Linked DNA regions of Mus musculus: all the other regions are linked to region 1. The links are chromatin contacts, called in public Hi-C, Micro-C and promoter capture Hi-C maps. All regions are on one chromosome and are shown on one strand. Each heading gives the region's core, a stretch centred on a gene start, on an enhancer-like site or on the middle of the called end of the contact. The rest is flanking DNA. Distances are from core to core; before and after follow the strand shown.

Region 1 (2,700 bases), core at 183-2,682:
AATTTGCTCATGCCTTACTTGATAGAATTCCACAATTTTCCATCTAAATAATATTGCTTCTTGTATTTTACAAAAAAAAAATAATAATGCAACCCCCCAAAGGTATAGTATGTATGGAAAGTATATAGATTAATGCATTATATTCCATTAGCCAGCGTGGTCTAGGGAGAAAGCAGGACATGACTACCCTAACACCCCACCTCACCCCAGCCCCAGCACTGAGGGTATATAATGGTATCTACATATCTTTTTATTTTCTACTTTCTGAGCAATCATAGTAGGAGGAGTGTGGACTTGAAGCCTGCAGTCTGATCCAATAAGGGGAGCAAAGTTCTGAGGGACCCTAGGAAAGCCAACTTGCTTTCTCTGGGGCCTCCTGTCAAATCTCCTCAGAAGGGGCTGTAAGGTAGAGTTGAGAACTGTGATCAGTTAAGCCTTTCCAACCTGAGTCTGAACTGAATCCGTTGCAAAACTCCTCAGCCTTAGACCTTTGGGCTCTACAATAGGCTCTGCAAAACCATGGTTGAGCTTTACCTGGGAGAACAGACACAGTGAGCGAGCGCTGTGGGCTGAGAATTGCTCAGCCGCCTCCATTCGCATTCCCAGGACTCACACACAAGCAGAGATTCTATTTTCCAAGGGTAAGCGTGCTTGCGTGTGCATGTGGGTGCATGTGGGTGTGTGCGCCCGGCTGCAGAGGGGACATCACAAGCAAAGGTTGGGAGCTAGCTCCAGGTATGGAATGATCACCAAGGTTCATCAAACAGATAGCACCTTCCTTCAGAGATCAGCTGCAGCCTAAAGGTGGCTTCCCTGGACCCCCAATTCGTCACCTCCGGGTCTGGCCGGAGCAGCCCGAACGGCCTCTGCCCCTCTGCTCCTTTGACAATACTCACTGCAAAAGGAGCAGTTCCCAACACACAAAACAGAGCAGCCAGACCAGCAAGACCAGTAAAACCATTACAGCAGTCGATCACCCTTCCCGGAACTCCAAGGAAAAGTTTCCCAGTTTCAAAGCGAGCGTTTCTCAAAAGAATTGAAAATACCCCTCCGACTCCCCAGCTTTCCCGTCTCGGAACCTGCACCGAGGGCACAACCCTGAGCACGAGGTCCGGACTCTCCACGCGCTCCGGATCGGTAGCCTGTCACCCCTGGGGACGCCAGCAGGGGCTGGCCCGCCGGGCCACCGCAGCGACTCTGCGAAAGCCCCTGGGCCGCCACGTTCGTCAGACAAAAAGCGGCGGGATCTGGAGAGAGAGTGGTGGGCTCACCTGGGGTCTGCGGTCTCGCAGCCTCGCCGTCGGTGACCCAGCAGTCCGTTGCCCCGCCGGACGCCTCGGAGCATTGTCTTTAGCGTGTCTGCGCGGAGTGCTTGCCCAGCCGCGGGCGGCTGACTTCTGCCTGGGCCCGGCGGCCGGGTGGCAGCTGCGATCGCGGCTCCGCCCCCTCCGCCTCGGGTGACGCCGCCCGCTCCGCTCCCGCCGCACCCCCGCAGTCCTTGCCGCTGCCCCGCGTCTCCACCGGGCCTGCGCGTCCCGCCACTCTGCTCGTCCCCAGTCCAGGAGGGCGGGCGATCGCCCCTGCCCAGGTCCCTAGGAACTCCGCACCGCGCCCCGCCCCCTCGCTCGCCACAGCGAGGCTCCGCCCCCAGCCCGAGCCTTGGCGCCCCTAGACCTGGAGCTGAGCCCCCCAGAGCGTCCCCAGCTCAATCCCAGCTCAGCGCAGTTCTGCTTGGAAGATCTCTGGTGCTCCCAGCTTTCCTTAACCACAATGCACAGATAGGTGTGTCTGTCGGAGTAAATGCATTCTCATCCCTCCACCCAGCCGACCCTAGGAGACCCTGGTAGGGAGGGAGCAAAAGAACGAAACATGGAAGAGAGGGGATCCGGAGTACAATAATAAGATCTAGGGCGGTGGGCTCTGAAAGAGGCGTGAGCGCCTTCACTGCCACGTACTGTTATCCTAGGAGAACCACAAGCCGGCTGGAGCAGGGCTGGCTGAGAGATTTCAGGTCCTGCTCAGCTCCTCATGTCCAGGCCTCTAGCAAATGGCTCAGCACATCTCTTTGAACTTTAGTGTTTTAACAGTGGAATGCAAATGTTGGCCTGGAGGACCGGCCTTCAATCATGCTGGGGCACCCAGGTCCTCCACCTGTGTTTACACCGCTTCCAGTGCGTGAGTCACTGGCTGAGATACAAGGAGTTCAAGATATTGTTCCTCGGGCGAAAAATCTTTTTTAACTCTCAGGAGAGGGCCAGCCAGTCGCCTCCCTTCCTCCAGCTGCCTGAGTAGGACAGACTTGCACCTTGCCCTGGGTGTTCCCTAAGAAGCCAGGCACTGAAGTTACTGCTCAGGGCCAAGCCTGAGTGAAAACGGAATCCTCCCCCGCACCCCCCCCTCAACACATCTGGTTGCTTCCCTTTGCTTTACAGAGGCAGCGCGGTGTTACATCCTTAATCAGGATGATTCCACGGAGAGAAGGAAGGCACCACTCAGACCCTCCCCCTCTTCGCCTTTATGTGGTGTTAACACTGGCAGCGCTATATAGAATATGAAAGAGGAAGAAGACATGTTTTGGATATGTGTGGCTTCTATGTAAGGAGTGCAAAGGGACCATAAGGAGAATTTACTTATCATTCAATGTCCCTCATTACCCATTTAAGTACGGAAAGACTGATAGGAAGGTGAATAGGAGTCGTA
Region 2 (2,700 bases), core at 161-2,660, 430 kb before region 1:
ATGGTTTCTCTGTGTAGCCCTGGCTGTCCTGGAACTCACTCTGTAGACCAGGCTGGCCTCGAACTCAGAAATCTGCCTGCTTCTGCTTCCTAAGTGCTGGGATTAAAGGAGTGTGGTGCTACCGCCAAGCTTCAAATATTTTATAATGTATGTATTTTCTGAACAGCCACTGTGTGACTCTTCTGGGCATTCAGAGGACACAAAGGTGACTGAGGTATGGACTATTCTTTACCTTATGGGGTTTAACATATTTAAGGGGTATGAAATAGTTAGAAAACAATCATATCTTATACTAACATTCAAGTGATTTATAGCCACATATTCTATTTCTCTGAATTTTCTGCTCTCTCCCTTTTAAACTTATATGGAATCTTTTCTTAAATTTTAAGAGCATTTCATAAATGCGTTACATGTTATATATGTATGTATAGTTGTATATACACACAAACACACATGCACACATATGAGGGCATGCACTCACATATAAATACAGCCATCAAAGTATACCCTTGAATTCACAAATGGCGTACCCATATTCCCACAGTCAGACTAGGCAAGTAGGACTCTCCGCAGCCGCAGCCCCATTGCCTGAGGAGATGTACTGCTGACTTTTTCAGTTTGTATTAATTCTGTCAGTGTTTGGCTCTGGTTTCTTCCACTTAAACCATACTTGTGGGATTTACTCTTAATATTAAGTGTGGCAGCGAGTTGTTCCCGCTCTGTTACATTAAACTATCCAAATACACTTCAATTCACTTTCCTGTCTGACCTTTGGTGAATGTCTAGGTAATTTCCATGTATGGGCTATGAGGAAGTGTTAAGAACATGTATGTGTGTGTGCCTTCTGGTATGAGGGTCTTTCCTGCTCTCTATATTTGAATTTATATATATTAGAATCACCCTGTCATGTGGACTGCTAAAAACCCTTAACCCACAGCTCTGTCCTTTTCTGTCACTGCTGTCCTCTTACTTCGAAGGGCCCCTTATGGGGAATTGTGCATGGCTCTCCATCCTGCCTCTCATCTGCAGCCAGCAGTATGTGAAGTATAACTTTTAATTGAGACATTCTTGGCTAGGACCTAATCTCTACAGTGGGTGGATGCAAACATTATCACTCTAAGATACCCAAGCCAGTATTACGTATATTACACGCTTAAATATTTATACATCGTAAACATTGCCTGACCAAGGACAAACAATGGCTATCTAAGCACACACAGGATGTATGAGATAGCCTTTAGCTTTCAGCTTAAGCCTTACATTCCACCTCTGAAATGCTGCAGAACCATCTGCTCAGGAAACGGGGCTTCTCCAGGGAATTCGTGCCTTCAGGGAGTGGAGGGCATTGCTGGGGCAGGCAGGAGGGGACAGGAGTGCTGGATTCTTTTTCTGCAGGCTGATGGGAAATGCCTTCCCTCAGGACCGCTCTCTCAACACTTCCTGGTCCTTAGTGCAGCTTTCCTCCTGCCTCCTGCCTCAGGCTCCGGCTTCCCTCCATTCTCTCTAGTGTTTGCAAACTCTGTGTGCGGCTGGTACTCGGGGTGGATTTGATGGAATAGTGTTGATCCTTGCAGAGGAGGTGGGGGAGGGATAGAAAAGAGCTTCCTCTTGGCTTGGGCTCAGAGTGCAGCGACCACAAGACCCATGTTCTTTCTTCCTGTCAATATTTATGGCTCCTCTGATGCAGGCTACACTCGGGCCTCTCACTGCATTCGATTGCTCTCAAGTAATGTCTTTATTCAGTTGTCTTTGGGTTTAGCCAAGGCCTCCTGGACCTAGTGCAGGATGTGTCCGTCTGTGCCTGTGTGCAGGATGGAGCAGGGAGCTGAGGAAGTGTCCGCCACACAGATAAATATTTGCAGCATTGTGTGTTGGATATGCTTTACGCTTCCTGGAAGGAATAAAAGACATTCTAAACACATTCTAATACCCCCTCCCGCTTGCTAACAGACTGTTGAAACAATGGACCCCAAGAAATTGGAATTTCCCCAGGAATCTCATGCTGGGAGGCGGAAAAAGCTGTAGCCTGGTGCCAACCAGAGGAGGAAGTTGTCCCCTGGAAAGAGATTTCACACAGCACTAACAACTTAAAGGAGAAACTGAAGCCTAGGTAGAGGTGGGTGTGTGGTGGCCAGGACCACACCTGGATGGAGACTGCTTAGTTATGAACATCACTTGCCAGTTGTTTAAGCCCACACCTTGTTATCACCACAAAGGTGTTTTTTAGGGGATGTCACCTGGCCTCTTTGTTCTTCCCCAAATGGCCATGCTGAATAAATCTCCTTTTTTTTTTTTTTCTGCTTTCGTAGTCACTTCTTTGCCTCCTTAATTAGCCCACTGAAGATGAAATGGCCTAGCCTCTAGCCCAAGCTTCCACCCTAACAACATTTTCCCAGGAAAATGTTGGCTGCTCACTGACTACAAAATGTATCAATTGAACAAAACCAACCTTATTTCCATTCCCTGTAGGAAGTGAACTTTACTTCCAATAATGTCTCAAACAACCCCCCCCCTCCCCCGGAAAGAAAGAAAACCAACTTCTAGTATTTATACAACAGGTCCAGGACAAGTGGGTTTAAGGTACATGTTGCAAGGTGGCTTTGGGTGTGGTCTTAGAGTTTCAGATGCTGGGAAAAAAAAAAAAAAAACCAAGACCAAAAAGCAAGGTGGGAAAGAAAGGGTTTATTTGGCTTACATTTC
Region 3 (2,700 bases), core at 84-2,583, 320 kb after region 1:
GCAAAAGCTCAGTACATTGCTAAGGATGGTTGAGCCTTGGGTAAGGGTCTGTCCCTTGTTGAGACCTGTGATGTGGATGCTACCAACACTAGATGATGCGCTCCTGGCTTTACTCTAGAATTCAGAAAGCACTGTAGTATATAGGTTTTGAGCTAACTAATCTTCTTAAAGCTCAGAATTGCCCTTGATGGTTTGCAAGTTAGGGGATTTTGCTCAGTCACGAGACCAAAGCCAAGAGCTTTAATGTAATAAGCAAAAATGCAATATACTTAAATATAAGGGACAAAGATAACTGCCTCTGTGTGTGTGTGTCTGTGTGTGTGTCTGTCTCTCTGTGTGTGTCTGTGAGTGTGTGTGCCTGTGTGTGTGTGTGTGCCTGTGTGTGTGTGTGTGCCTGTGTGTGTGTGTGCCTGTATGTGTGTGCCTGTATGTGTGTGTGTGTGTGTGTGTGTCTGTGTGTCTGTGTGCGTGTGTTTCATTTCAAGCATTCTCTCAAGGAGTTGGTCCCAATGATAACTGTTGGGGTTGAAATCTGAAATGTCACCTACAGATTCTCGTGTTTGAACATGTGCTCCCCAGATAATGGTGCTATATTAGGAAGCGTGGGACCTTTGGGACATGGCAACTAGCTAGCAAAAGTGGGTCACTGGGGGCAGATCCTTCAGCGTTTTAGCCTCAGCCCCATTTCCAGCCTGACTTCTCTGCATCCCACTCTGCAGAGACGAGAAAAGCAGCAACCACACACCCCTTCTGCCTTGGACAGCACGCCTCAGCCACAGCCCATGACTGCTACCAAAATAAATCCCTGCTCCCTTAATTACTTCTGCCAGATACTTTGTCACAGCCAAGCGAAAAGTAATTAATACCGTGACTAAAGCATTAGGCTATGTCATCTCATTTCCTTAGCCTCCCGCCTCAAGCTGAGGAAGCAGTTTCTTACCACATGTCCTGGGTTCATCAGCGCCATCTGTACAGTCAGCTCTCCCATTGCACATCAGAGACTCTGGGATGCATTTCCCACTATCGCAGCTCACAGTGCCTTCTGGACAGGAGGCTGTGGAGGAAGTTGATCATTCTTTTTCATTACTACGTATAGTGGGCAGGAGTGTAGAAAGACAACTCTTTCAGTAGGTTACGTGGCAATATTTCCATAGCCTACAGAAATTCAAGTTTGGAAAGTAAAGCTTATCATTTTGAACTTTTTTCTTCTTCTTCAGGGAATCAGGGATTAAGACTCAATCACAAAAATAGCAAGACATCTGGGCACTCGACTGAAACTGTGCTAAACTTGACTGATCTGGCTTTAAATAGTTGGGATTAAAACGGTACTAGAGCCAGCCGCTTGACCCAAAATGAGTATGGCTTTAAGGAAAACTTAATTTACAAATGTTAGACGCTGAGTGTGCTACAGTGTGCAGCCTTAACTCCAGGAAATACTGAGCAGGATTCTGGTTCACCAACAAACCAGAGGCACCCCCTATCCTGGGTATTGGGGGTTGTCTTAAAGAGGAATATGGTGCTCACCACTCTTTGGAGTTAGTTTTGCCCTTTTTAGTGGGAGATTTTCCCCCATCACTATGTGAGAACAGGAGTTGTCTCTGTTCTTATGCTTCCTTCATAGACTGATGCTCAGGCTGTCTATGGATTGCTCTTCATCCCTGGGAACATTCTAGGCGATGCTCATTCAACATATAACAAGAGTTTTTAATCTAAGCAGCTCTGCGGTTCCATGGATAACTATACATTGGCTATTGCTAGGGGGCATCCTCTTCTTTGAGAAAGGATGGCAGCCTCTGCCTTGGCATGTAGACTTTGTAAAGCAGCCTGTGTACTATACCCTGCCCTTGAAATGTCAGTAGGGAAGCCAGACTTACCACAGTCCCGCTCATCTGAGGCATCCCCACAGTGATCAATGCCATCACACCTCCAGCTGTCCATGATACATGCCCTGTTTTGGCATTGCCACTGCCCAGCCAAGCAACGGATGTGGGGACAGTATGCTTTTATGGACCCATCTTCACAGCTCTGTTGGGCATCACAAGGTTCCCCAGCATCCAGACATTGAGCCTTTCCTGGACAGCGGATTTTGTAGTCCGGACATGCCGTCAAGCTCTCTGGAAGGCAGGAATTATGTGGGTGGAGGAGAACTGCTGGATTATGATGGGCCTGGGTATCTAAATGAGTGCTATGACTGTCGTGGACTCGGCCGATTTCAGAACCACTAAGAGATGCTAGTTAGATGTCATCAGTCATATGGGTGTGGCTTTCTGCACTGAAGTTTCTCACCAGAGAAGTTTTAAAAGAGTCGATGAGGTTAATAAATTTGAAAACACAAAGAAATAGTTCCAAGAGTCTCCTATAAACACCATAGACAATGTAGCATCTGGCTTAGCACACACAGCCTAAGGCTATTTCATGACTTACTTCCAGTTAGCACTGCTGATGCTGATACAAGCTGTGGGTGAGCAGAGAGATGATGGAGTGTTGAAAATAAGTTTTACAAGACTAATGAAACAACCCAGTCAGTAATGGCCCCTGTCCCTAAGCCTGCTGACATGAGTTCAATCCCTGGGAACCTGCGTTGTCCTCTGACCTCTCCACACATGTCATGGTGCATGGGGCACACACATGCACATGCACCCACACACATGTAAAGAGATGTAATTTTAAAAGTAAGCTGTACCTACCACAGTTAACCTC
Region 4 (2,700 bases), core at 71-2,570, 510 kb after region 1:
CCAGCTCGCAGAAGCCTCTGGGCAGCGTGCCAAGCTCGGCCCCGCTAAGCCAGAGGATCTTGAGGGCACGCAGGGCACTGATATCCTCAGGTAGGCCTCGCAGCCGGTTGCTGGAGACGTCGAGCTCCTCCAGGGCAGCCAGCTGCAGCAGCTGCTGGGGAAAGGCGGTGAGCTGGTTGTGGTCCACGTCAAGGGTCCGAAGGTGGTTGAGGCAGGAGAAGGAATCTGGCAGATGCGCCAGCCGGTTGAAGCTGACATCCAGCTCCTCCAGGTGGGCGAGGGCACCCAGCTGGGCAGGCAGGGCTGGCAACTGGTTGTGGCTCAGGTTGAGTTTGCGCAGCTCCCTCAGGGCGCTCACCACCTCGGCTCCCAGGATGGTCAACCGGTTGTGGCTGACGTCCAGTTCGGTAAGGTGGTGGCCTAGCTCCGCCACCGCAGGGGGCAGCCGGGCAAAACGGTTCCTGCGCAAGACCAAGACGCGAAGGCTGCCCAGAGCTGACCCCAGACCTTCAGGCACATCCTCGAGGCCGTTGTTCCCCAGGTTCAGCACCTCAATGTCCCCGATGTTGGCCGGCAGCACCAGCTGGGGGGCGTCGGGGGACTCCAGTGGGTCGCCTCCGGCCCCTGGGCAGCTGAGCGTGAGCTGGCGCAGGTTGCTCCGCAGCTTCCTGGCTCTCAGGGCGGCGTCCCGCCACAGCCTCACCGTCTTCAGGTTGCCACTGTCCTGGCCAGCCATGGCGGGGCCCCGCGCCGACAACCCTCACGCCGGTACCGGAGCCCGCAGCTGCATGCCGCGCTGGACTCCGGCGGGCGCCCAGCCCCCGGGCCCTCTAGCTCCCGCTGCTCCCGGGCCACCACCCCTGCGCGGCCGGCGGCCGTGGGTCCTAGCGCAGCCGGTGGCGGGCGGCAGCGACGCAGGCAGGTTTGAGGGGCTCCGGGCAAGCGGCTCGGAGCTGGGCTGCGGCCGCGCAGCGCGGCTCGCATTCTCCGTGCTCCTGGGCCATGGGCGCGCCGGGCAGCAGGGCCGCCGCCCGCCGCGCCGCGGAGGATGCCTGCTCCTCCTCCAGCTCCGCCCGCCTCGCCGAGCCTCGGTAGCCGACTCCAGCCCCGCTACCCTCGCAGCGGCGGTCCGGAGGCCGGCGGCGTCACCTCCGCGAGCTGCAGGAGGAGGGCGGCGCTCGGCTCCGCGGCGGGCATGCTGCGGGCGCAGGGCCGGGGAGCCGGAGGTGAAGGCGTCTCCTTGTCTCCGTTTCCCCGCGGCTCGGGCGGGAGCGCGAGCGCCGCGTCCCCGGCGCTTGGAGAGCGCGATCGGGAAGCTACAGCGCCGCCCGGTGGAGCGGCCCCCACGTGACCGGCGGAGGCGCCGCTTGTTCCCGGCACCGCCCCTGGGGCGGGAGTTGCAAGTAAGCGCAGGCTTTGGGGTTTGGGGGGTCCAGCTACAGTGGGGCCGGCGACGTGGACTTCGCCCTGCGCCAGGCGCACCAGATGCGGTCCTCAAAGCTGATGTGGGACTCCGGGGTCTCCGGGTTGGTTTCTCCTGCATCAGGTTCTTTGTTGGTCCTGGCCTCTAAGGATTTCTTATTCATCCCTAAGCATAGGATTTAGCTGGCTTTCTTGCTCATCCTTCCCATGCGCCATACATCCACACCTCTATAGAGCCGGCAGAATTTAAGGACCTGGGTGTCCAAGGAGCTTAGAACAAGAGGGTAGTTATAAAAGGCAGATGGGGGAAAAGCAAAGAACCTTTTAATCCATTTGATAAGTTAGTTATTGGGGACTATTTGTACTAGGTCAACCGAAGCCTAGTTTTCAGCTCCCCTGGTTTGAGCCAGCACATCTCAGGCCTGTTGTGGGTGGCTGGGGGTTGGAGGCCATGCAAGATGTCTTAAGTCTGTACTATCCCATTTAGCGCCACAGCCGAATGCAACATGCTACATCTTGAATCCGACATTCCCCGTATTCTGTGGATTCAAAGAAATGACCGTATTATCAGACACATTTTCGCTATTGCAGGGTTCAGTGTGGGCTTGTTTCCATTGAGAGGAAGTTGGTTTGAGATCATATCTATACTCAAGTAATCTCCGAATTTATCAAAGCCGTGAAACCTGTCAAGACCGCAGAGATCACCTCTACCACTCCTTTCCAGTTGCTTAATCACTTTATCTGAGGAACACCGACAGGCAACAACTGGTTGAAAAGGACAGTCACTTTCATCGAGGGTGTGGTCACTGATAGCTTGCCAAAGCTCCAGCAGTTGGCTCCATACCACGATAATAAGGGCAACACAAATTAGACTCAATTTGCAAGCAAACAAGCTATCCTTCCATTGTAACTGTCTTCAGAAAACTCTTCTCCATTTGTCATTAGATAATCGATCATTTTGTTTATCTGCTTAAGAGAGCTGAGTAGTGCCTGGGACCTGTCAGCTTTTAGGCATGCCCCTTATCACCCCGGCTATAAAGGAGGTGAGTTTGCCTGCAAGGAACAATCCTCTACTTGCAAAGTCCTGAAAGATCCCTATGGCTAGAGTGATTTTTTTCCTCAGTTCTAGAGTTTGAACCCAGGGTTTCCAGCATGTGAGGCAAGAGGCAAGGTGACTTCTGGGAGCAAAGTTCATACTGAGCAAGCTTGGGAAAAGCCTGTACAAGAGCCCCTGAAGCTACGCATGTTCCTGCAGGCCTGTCACTGCAGCACCTGAGG

What was found. Promoter capture Hi-C pulls out the DNA fragments that hold promoters and counts their contacts. A called contact is a pair of places that touch in the nucleus more often than the background predicts.
Region 2: a contact with region 1 is called in a Hi-C map of embryonic stem cells, with 2.7 times the contacts expected there. The contact joins the enhancer-like site here to the promoter of Prag1 in region 1. A contact is called at or near these places in 12 of 39 promoter capture datasets (the 3T3-L1 cell line, cranial neural crest, embryonic stem cells and 5 more), 8 of 484 Hi-C or Micro-C datasets (cerebellum, cortical neurons, embryonic stem cells and 2 more) and 8 of 115 datasets of contacts at active chromatin or transcription factors (T-cell acute lymphoblastic leukemia, embryonic forebrain, embryonic stem cells and 2 more).
Region 3: a promoter capture Hi-C map of hippocampal neurons shows a contact between it and region 1, with 3 times the contacts expected there. The contact joins the enhancer-like site here to the promoter of Prag1 in region 1. A contact is called at or near these places in 9 of 39 promoter capture datasets (the 3T3-L1 cell line, the HPC-7 cell line, cranial neural crest and 5 more).
Region 4: a contact with region 1 is called in a Micro-C map of embryonic stem cells, with 1.6 times the contacts expected there. The contact joins the promoter of Mfhas1 here to the promoter of Prag1 in region 1. A contact is called at or near these places in 4 of 39 promoter capture datasets (embryonic stem cells, hippocampal neurons, liver and 1 more), 7 of 484 Hi-C or Micro-C datasets (cardiomyocytes, cerebral cortex, embryonic stem cells and 1 more) and 2 of 115 datasets of contacts at active chromatin or transcription factors (craniofacial prominence and thymic regulatory T cells).

What each region holds. Positions count from the first base shown.
Region 1 is chr8:36,093,560-36,096,259 of GRCm38.p6, reverse strand. It overlaps Prag1 (PEAK1 related kinase activating pseudokinase 1), which reads right to left and starts at 1,432. Exons shown (of 6, transcript NM_172911.3): 1 at 1,272-1,432.
Region 2 is chr8:36,527,066-36,529,765 of GRCm38.p6, reverse strand. No RefSeq gene overlaps it. Among named protein-coding and RNA genes, the nearest start is that of Trmt9b, 70 kb to the right of the region's middle. Within about 2 kb of position 1,410, at least 52 of the 459 cell types and tissues checked have an H3K27ac peak or open chromatin away from gene starts, as enhancers often do. A contact at or near this core is called in embryonic stem cells, liver and neural progenitor cells, where this site is marked.
Region 3 is chr8:35,771,879-35,774,578 of GRCm38.p6, reverse strand. Gm19410 (predicted gene, 19410) reads right to left here. Exons shown (of 33, transcript NM_001370844.1): 3 at 2,688-2,700; 4 at 1,875-2,114; 5 at 941-1,054. Among named protein-coding and RNA genes, the nearest start is that of Gm19410, 7.5 kb to the right of the region's middle. Within about 2 kb of position 1,333, at least 18 of the 459 cell types and tissues checked have an H3K27ac peak or open chromatin away from gene starts, as enhancers often do. A contact at or near this core is called in hippocampal neurons, where this site is marked.
Region 4 is chr8:35,586,409-35,589,108 of GRCm38.p6, reverse strand. It overlaps Mfhas1 (malignant fibrous histiocytoma amplified sequence 1), which reads right to left and starts at 1,320. Exons shown (of 3, transcript NM_001081279.2): 1 at 1-1,320. The coding sequence starts at 736. Gm16793 (predicted gene, 16793) reads left to right here and starts at 89. Exons shown (of 3, transcript NR_040376.1): 1 at 89-271.